Linked DNA regions of Sus scrofa: region 2 is linked to region 1. The links are chromatin contacts, called in public Hi-C maps. All regions are on one chromosome and are shown on one strand. The core of a region is the stretch at or near the end of the contact, and the rest is flanking DNA. Distances in the headings are between cores, read along the strand shown.

Region 1 (3,001 bases), core at 420-2,919:
ATTTTTGATTTTTATCAAAGTCAGGAAAAATACTATGCATTAAAATCTACATTCTCTTATTAAGCTGAGAACTTCAAATGCACTGATAGCATTGTAAGCTATAATAGCATTTTAGTCTCTGTGACATGGCTTTTTAAATAATCAGAAAACCTCAAGGAAAACCAAACTTTTAAATTGCATAGCTCAGAAAAGCAATGGAGAGAAAGATGGGTCTGAAGCAAATGTCATAGCCTCAGTTTTTATTTGTGAAGGCAGTAATTTGTCTCCATCTGTATTTGCTACATACAGTTAGTGGTCTGTCTTCTCTTTTCCCCAAATCACTGTGTATATTGAATTTTAAAGAGATAGAAAAATAGGAGCTCTTTCTAGGCTCCTCTAACCTAGGAACAATTCCAAAATGCTGCAAAATCTTCATTTTTGGGTGGCTGGTTATATAATAAGGCAGTATTCAACCAGAATCATGGATAAATTACTGAAGGCAGCCTCTTGCTCAAAATTGCCCCCAAATCCTTTTATTCTATAAAACAACATTTTTATTGAGATTTAACTAAAGAACATAGACACAATTTAAACTCACCTCAAGCTACATGATAACCCAAATCCCATCAAGACTAATTTGAAACTAGCACATACTGCCCAAGGGAAGCAATAAGAAATATAAATAAGGAGTTACCAAATCTGACTAGCATCCATGAGGACATAGGTTCAATCCCTGGCCTTTCTCAGTGGTTTAAGTATCTGGTGTTGCCATGAGCTATGGTGTAGGTCACAGACATGGCTCGGATCTGGCGTGCCTATGGCTGTGGCTGGCTCTAATTTGACCCCTAGCCTGGGAACCTCCATATGCCATAGGTACAGCCCTGAAAACACACACACAAAAATAAATAAATAAATAAATAAATAAGTTCCCTGCTGTGGCACAATGGGATCAGTGGAGTCTTGGGAACACTGGGACACAGGTTTGATCCCCTGCCTGGCACAGAGGGTTAAGGATCCAGCATTGCTGCAGCTGCAGCTTAGGTCATAACCACAGATTGAATCTGATCCCTGGCCTGGGAACTCCATATATTGCAGGGTGTCCAAAAATTTTTTTAAAAAAAGAAATAAATATAAATACATAACCCACTATAGCTACTAAATTTAGTCACAATCACTTTTTGAAAGATCATAAGAAACTTCTAAAGTAGGAAAAAGGCTTTGGATTTTCCATGCCAATGCCTAGAATTGAAAACTATGATTTAGTTTCTTTGAGGTTTTAGCCTATTGCCTCTTTCTCTAGCTTGGCTTCAAATTTGGGGGCCAAGAATAAGCACAGTATCAAGTCACTCATAACATCAACTCTTACCCTCCTATTTATCCATTCATTTATTTGTTGGAAAAAAATGTATTTATTGAGCATATATTATGTGAAACCTACCTCTTATAAAGATTAGGTCTAGTAAAGGAGATAGTTATTCCATAAAGATTCACATAGGATTATCAAAGACCCATCTCTGTTGTGAGAAAATGAAGAGGTGTTCTAAGATAAACTAACAGGGTAAGGCTTCCCCCATGGGTCTTGCAGTCAAGGAAGTCTTCTCTGAGAAGCAACATGTCAGCTGAGACCTGTAGGATGAGCAAAGCTTATTCCAAGCTGAGAGGAGGGAGGAGAGTCATCCAGGGAGGCTGACCCACACATGCCAAAGCTTTGAGTCAATAGAGAATTACGCATCTTTATACAAGTGAAGGATGACTAGGGTATCTGGAAGCTAATGACTGGGAGGAATATCAAGGATAGGATATCAAGATGGATAAGGGCATAATGTAACCTTGGCAAAAAAGCTTGGGTTTGTTTGTTTGTTTTTATTTTTGTTTTGTCTGAGTAGAGGAGGAACAATTAAAAGCTTTCCATGGTAAGAGGCCCCTGGCTACAACTTGAAGATTGACTCAGTAAGGGCTAACAGACAAAGAAAAGAGATCCATGGCTGTTGTGGTAGTCCAGGAGAGAGCCAATTTAGCGTTAGTGATCTGGCTTCCACGGCAGCCTGAGAGCCAGGACAGTGAGGTGATGAAAGCATGGATTCCACAGTAACTGGCCATGGTTTGAATCTTGATTCTGCCATTTATTTAGCAGGATGACCTTGGAAATAACTGGGTCTCAATTTTATCATCTAGAAATTGGAATGAAAAGATTGTTGTTAAAATATAATTTTCAAAAAGATAAAATCACAATTTGTAAATATAAAATGAGCACGTGTCAAATTTTTATTTAGCTCATGAATTGGGAAGGAACCAGTAAGATGTTAAAACCAGTTCTAATGTTAATTGTATCTAGAAATGTTTCTATTTTCTACCAGACAAAATCTTTTGCATTGGCATGAATAGAAAAAAAAAAAATCCATCATTAGGAATAAGAAACATTTACGTCATCATCAGCCCTCTGCAAGAAAACTGTCATCTCTATGGAGCTGCAAAGTAGACCAAAGACTCAGCATTCCATAGACTTTGATAGATTGGGAAAGCTGGGTAGTCCATTAACAGGAAACCAGTAATCTTGTTTCACAGTGTTTCTGATTCTACCCATCCCCTAACAATGTTATAATGAGTTAGTATGTAAAAATGCTTAAAACACAGCAGAGAACTTTTGGGCTGTTACTATAGTTGTTTTTATATCAAGGTGGTAGTAGTGGAGATGGAGAGAAGTAAATGAATTGCAGATATATTTTTGAGGGGGAATTAATAGAATTTGAGAATCATTTGAATGTGAGGAATCAGGGGAAGTGAGGGTAAAGAATAACTCCTCATTTTTCATGTGAGCAATTAGATGCCTGGTTGCATCACTGCTGTGAAGGAGAAGACTGGAAAAGGAGTAGATGCTGAGGAGGGAAATCAAGAGTTCCATTTTGGACATTTTAAGTTGGAAATACTTTTGAAATATCCAAGTGAGCATGTCAATCAGGAGAGATGTTGATGTGTAGTGCTTACGAACGTGAAACATTACTAGGTATGTGGCTAATACCTC
Region 2 (3,003 bases), core at 334-2,833, 240 kb before region 1:
TCCCTTCCCCTCCCCCTTGGCAACCACAAGTCTATTCTCCCAAGTCCATGATTTTCTCCTCTGTGGAAAGGTTCATTTGTGCCTTATATTAGATTCCAGATATAAGTGACATCATATGGTATTTGTCTTTCTCTTTCTGACTTACTTCACTCACTATGAGAGTTTCTAGTTTCATCCATGTTGCTGCAAATGGCATTATTTTGTTCTTTTTTATGGCTAAGTAGTATTCCATTGTGTATATATACCACAACTTCCTAATCCAATGGACATTTGGGTTGTTTCCATGTCTTGGCTATTGTTAATAGTGCTGCAATGAACATGCGGGTAACTTTAGAGATTATTTAGTGTTAGAAAAGGATATAGGAGTTCCCACTGTGGCATAGCTAGTTAAGGATACACCATTGTCTCTGTGGTGATACAGGTTTGATCCCTGGCCTGGCACAGTAGGTTAAGGATCCTGTGTTGCCACAGCTATAGCATGGCTTGCTGCTGTTGCTCAGATTTGATCTCTGGCCCAAGAACTTCCATATATTGTGGGTGAAGCCAAAAAAATGGATATGGTTTGATTTCTGAATCAATATCCATCCATTCCATCCATTCATCATCTATCTTTCTGTCTATCTATCTATCTATCTATCTATCTATCTATCTATCTATCCATTCGCTCAACAAGCAACTACTCTGGGGCAAATACCATGCTGAGAATTACAATACAGTGATCAGTCTAACAGACTTAATTGCTGAAAAATATTTTAGGTTGAATTTTTGGATAAATAAAAATGACAATTTATTTTAGTAAACCATAGATTATTTCAAATGTCTATCTCTTCAATTCGAAGTCAGGTGTTTCTTACTTTATAAGTAGCCTTTCCTAAAAAATACCCCAAATTTAATGTTTTACAAACCATCTTAAAGAGATTGTTGTATTTTGGGGACTTTTTTCCAGGGAAAAATTTTCTTCCAAAGATCATTATTGAGAAGTCAGAGCAGGAGAGGGGAAAATCAAAAGGAATTTTGGGTTACTTTTATTTACCAGAATATCAGCAACTTCTTGACTTCAAAATCTGTTTGATTAAGCTTTTAATGTTTTAGCATGTAGTGTTAATTCTCCTCAAAACTGTTCAAAGACTCAAATTAGCAATTTTTCAACGATGAGCAATAATTTTTCATGGGCAATTGGAAAAGAAAATGTTGGAATATTATTCAGGCCAGAAAAAGGAATGTAGCATCCTCATTATGCTACCACATGGATGAACCCTGAAAGCATTTTGCAAAGTGAAAGGAGCCATTCATATTGTAGATTCAATTTATAGTTAATGTACAGAATAGGCACATCCTTGGACACAAAATGTAGATTAATCAGCATCAGGGACTAGGGGGAGGAGAGAATTGGGAGTGACTGCTCATGGATATGGGAGAGTGATGGAAATGTTCTGGAATTATATGGTGGTGATGGTTGCACAACTTTGGAACATAGTCAAAACTATGGACTTGTATGCTTTTAAAGTGGGTTTTGTAATATGTGAATTATGTCTTTATTTTTTAAAAAAAAGAAAATGCTGATTCCATTCATTCTGCTAATAGTTGATCTATTCTGTGGGGAAATCCAGACTAGAGCAAGACTTGTGTGGGCTGGCAAATATTAGTTCTTACTCACAAGGCTGCCCCACACCTCTTACTTCTAACCAGTTTTAAAATAAGACAGGATTTCAGACCCAAGGTTTTCCTTCTGTTGGGGATAGAAAATCTTAGAAATTCACCATGGACTGGCATGGGAAGGAAAAGAACTGATGACAGAGAGATAAAAAGGCCTCGTGTGTAATGTCAGAAAATGAAACATGGCAAGATGCCTCTTCAAAGACCTGCTGAATTTTTAAAAGGAATTCGTTTTTTTTTTCTATAATAGGAGATGCTAATAAGACCCCCCCAAAAAAAATTCCTTTGCATACGTGTGTCCCAGGAGGCTTAAAATGTAATGATCTCACCCTGGGAGGGATAACATTGAAATATAGTTTCCCCAAATGGTTGAATATAAAGTTTTGAGCTATATTACCTAAATAAAAGGTTCTAAATTCAATTTTTAACTGTTTGTGGTGCTTCACAGGTAGGCAAATATTTAAAAGGCAAAAACAATAATAAATGTTGATGCCAAGTAAACTAAATCCAGTAAATTCTTCTTTGGAATGGTTGGGCAATAATGGCTACTATGCTAATATATACACACCAATTGTGAGTGAAGTTTTGCCTCTAGAAAAATAGCTGTTGGATTTTCACTGTGGCCTTGAGTATTAAAAGTGGCTACTTCTTTAGCCCCCTTCATGGACAAGACTGAAAATATCTTCTGAAAGCATAGGGTAGAGTCTTATTCTAAAAGAAGCATTTATATCTAAGAGCTTGCTTTAAATTTTAAAAGGAATATTATAACTCAAAATAGCTTAGGATGTGTAATAAATGGGTATTTTTATCTACATCGCAGACCTTCAACTGCAATCTTTCTGTAGTAATATGTCCTAAGTTTGAGGAAAATATGAGGGAGGGAAAACAAAATATGCACCCTCTGAAAGTTTGCCAAGTGCTTATTAAAGGTTTAATTCATATCTTCTATGGAGATTTTGAGAGCGAGTTATTAAAGTTCAAACTTAGGAGACACTGCCTGTTCAAATGGCTCCATAGTGGCTCGGTTAGATGTACGTTTTCTGCTCTCCCCCAAAAAAGAAAAGAAAAAAAAAACATACAAATAAACTAGGGGCCTCAATTTAGTTACCTTTTTCTTTAATGTTTATTAAATTTCTCAGATGTGCTAAGTATTTGTTTTTACAGCCCCAGAGGAGGAGCTTAACCACAGGGTTCCAAAGCAGGTTTAATAATTTACCTCCAGCTGCTGTGATAAGGAGGAGAACCTGACACATTATTCTTTTCCCTTTAAAGTTTTTATTAAGATGGAGCTCCTGACAGGTGGCTTTGCCATCACAAATCAACTTGGGAGTACAAGAGGGTGCCACC

What was found. Hi-C and Micro-C count contacts between places; a contact is called where the count stands out from the background.
Region 2: a contact with region 1 is called in a Hi-C map of embryonic fibroblasts, with 2.0 times the contacts expected there. The contact joins two enhancer-like sites. A contact is called at or near these places in 4 of 47 Hi-C or Micro-C datasets (embryonic fibroblasts, fetal heart ventricle, heart right ventricle and 1 more) and 1 of 2 datasets of contacts at active chromatin or transcription factors (skeletal muscle).

What each region holds. Positions count from the first base shown.
Region 1 is chr1:204,173,694-204,176,694 of Sscrofa11.1, reverse strand. The region is part of intron 14 of ADAMTSL1 (ADAMTS-like protein 1); the gene reads left to right. Among named protein-coding and RNA genes, the nearest start is that of SAXO1, 390 kb to the right of the region's middle. Within about 2 kb of position 1,669, at least 6 of the 83 cell types and tissues checked have an H3K27ac peak or open chromatin away from gene starts, as enhancers often do. A contact at or near this core is called in embryonic fibroblasts, where this site is marked.
Region 2 is chr1:204,414,336-204,417,338 of Sscrofa11.1, reverse strand. All of the region lies in intron 2 of ADAMTSL1 (ADAMTS-like protein 1), which reads left to right. Among named protein-coding and RNA genes, the nearest start is that of ADAMTSL1, 530 kb to the left of the region's middle. Within about 2 kb of position 1,583, at least 2 of the 83 cell types and tissues checked have an H3K27ac peak or open chromatin away from gene starts, as enhancers often do. A contact at or near this core is called in embryonic fibroblasts, where this site is marked.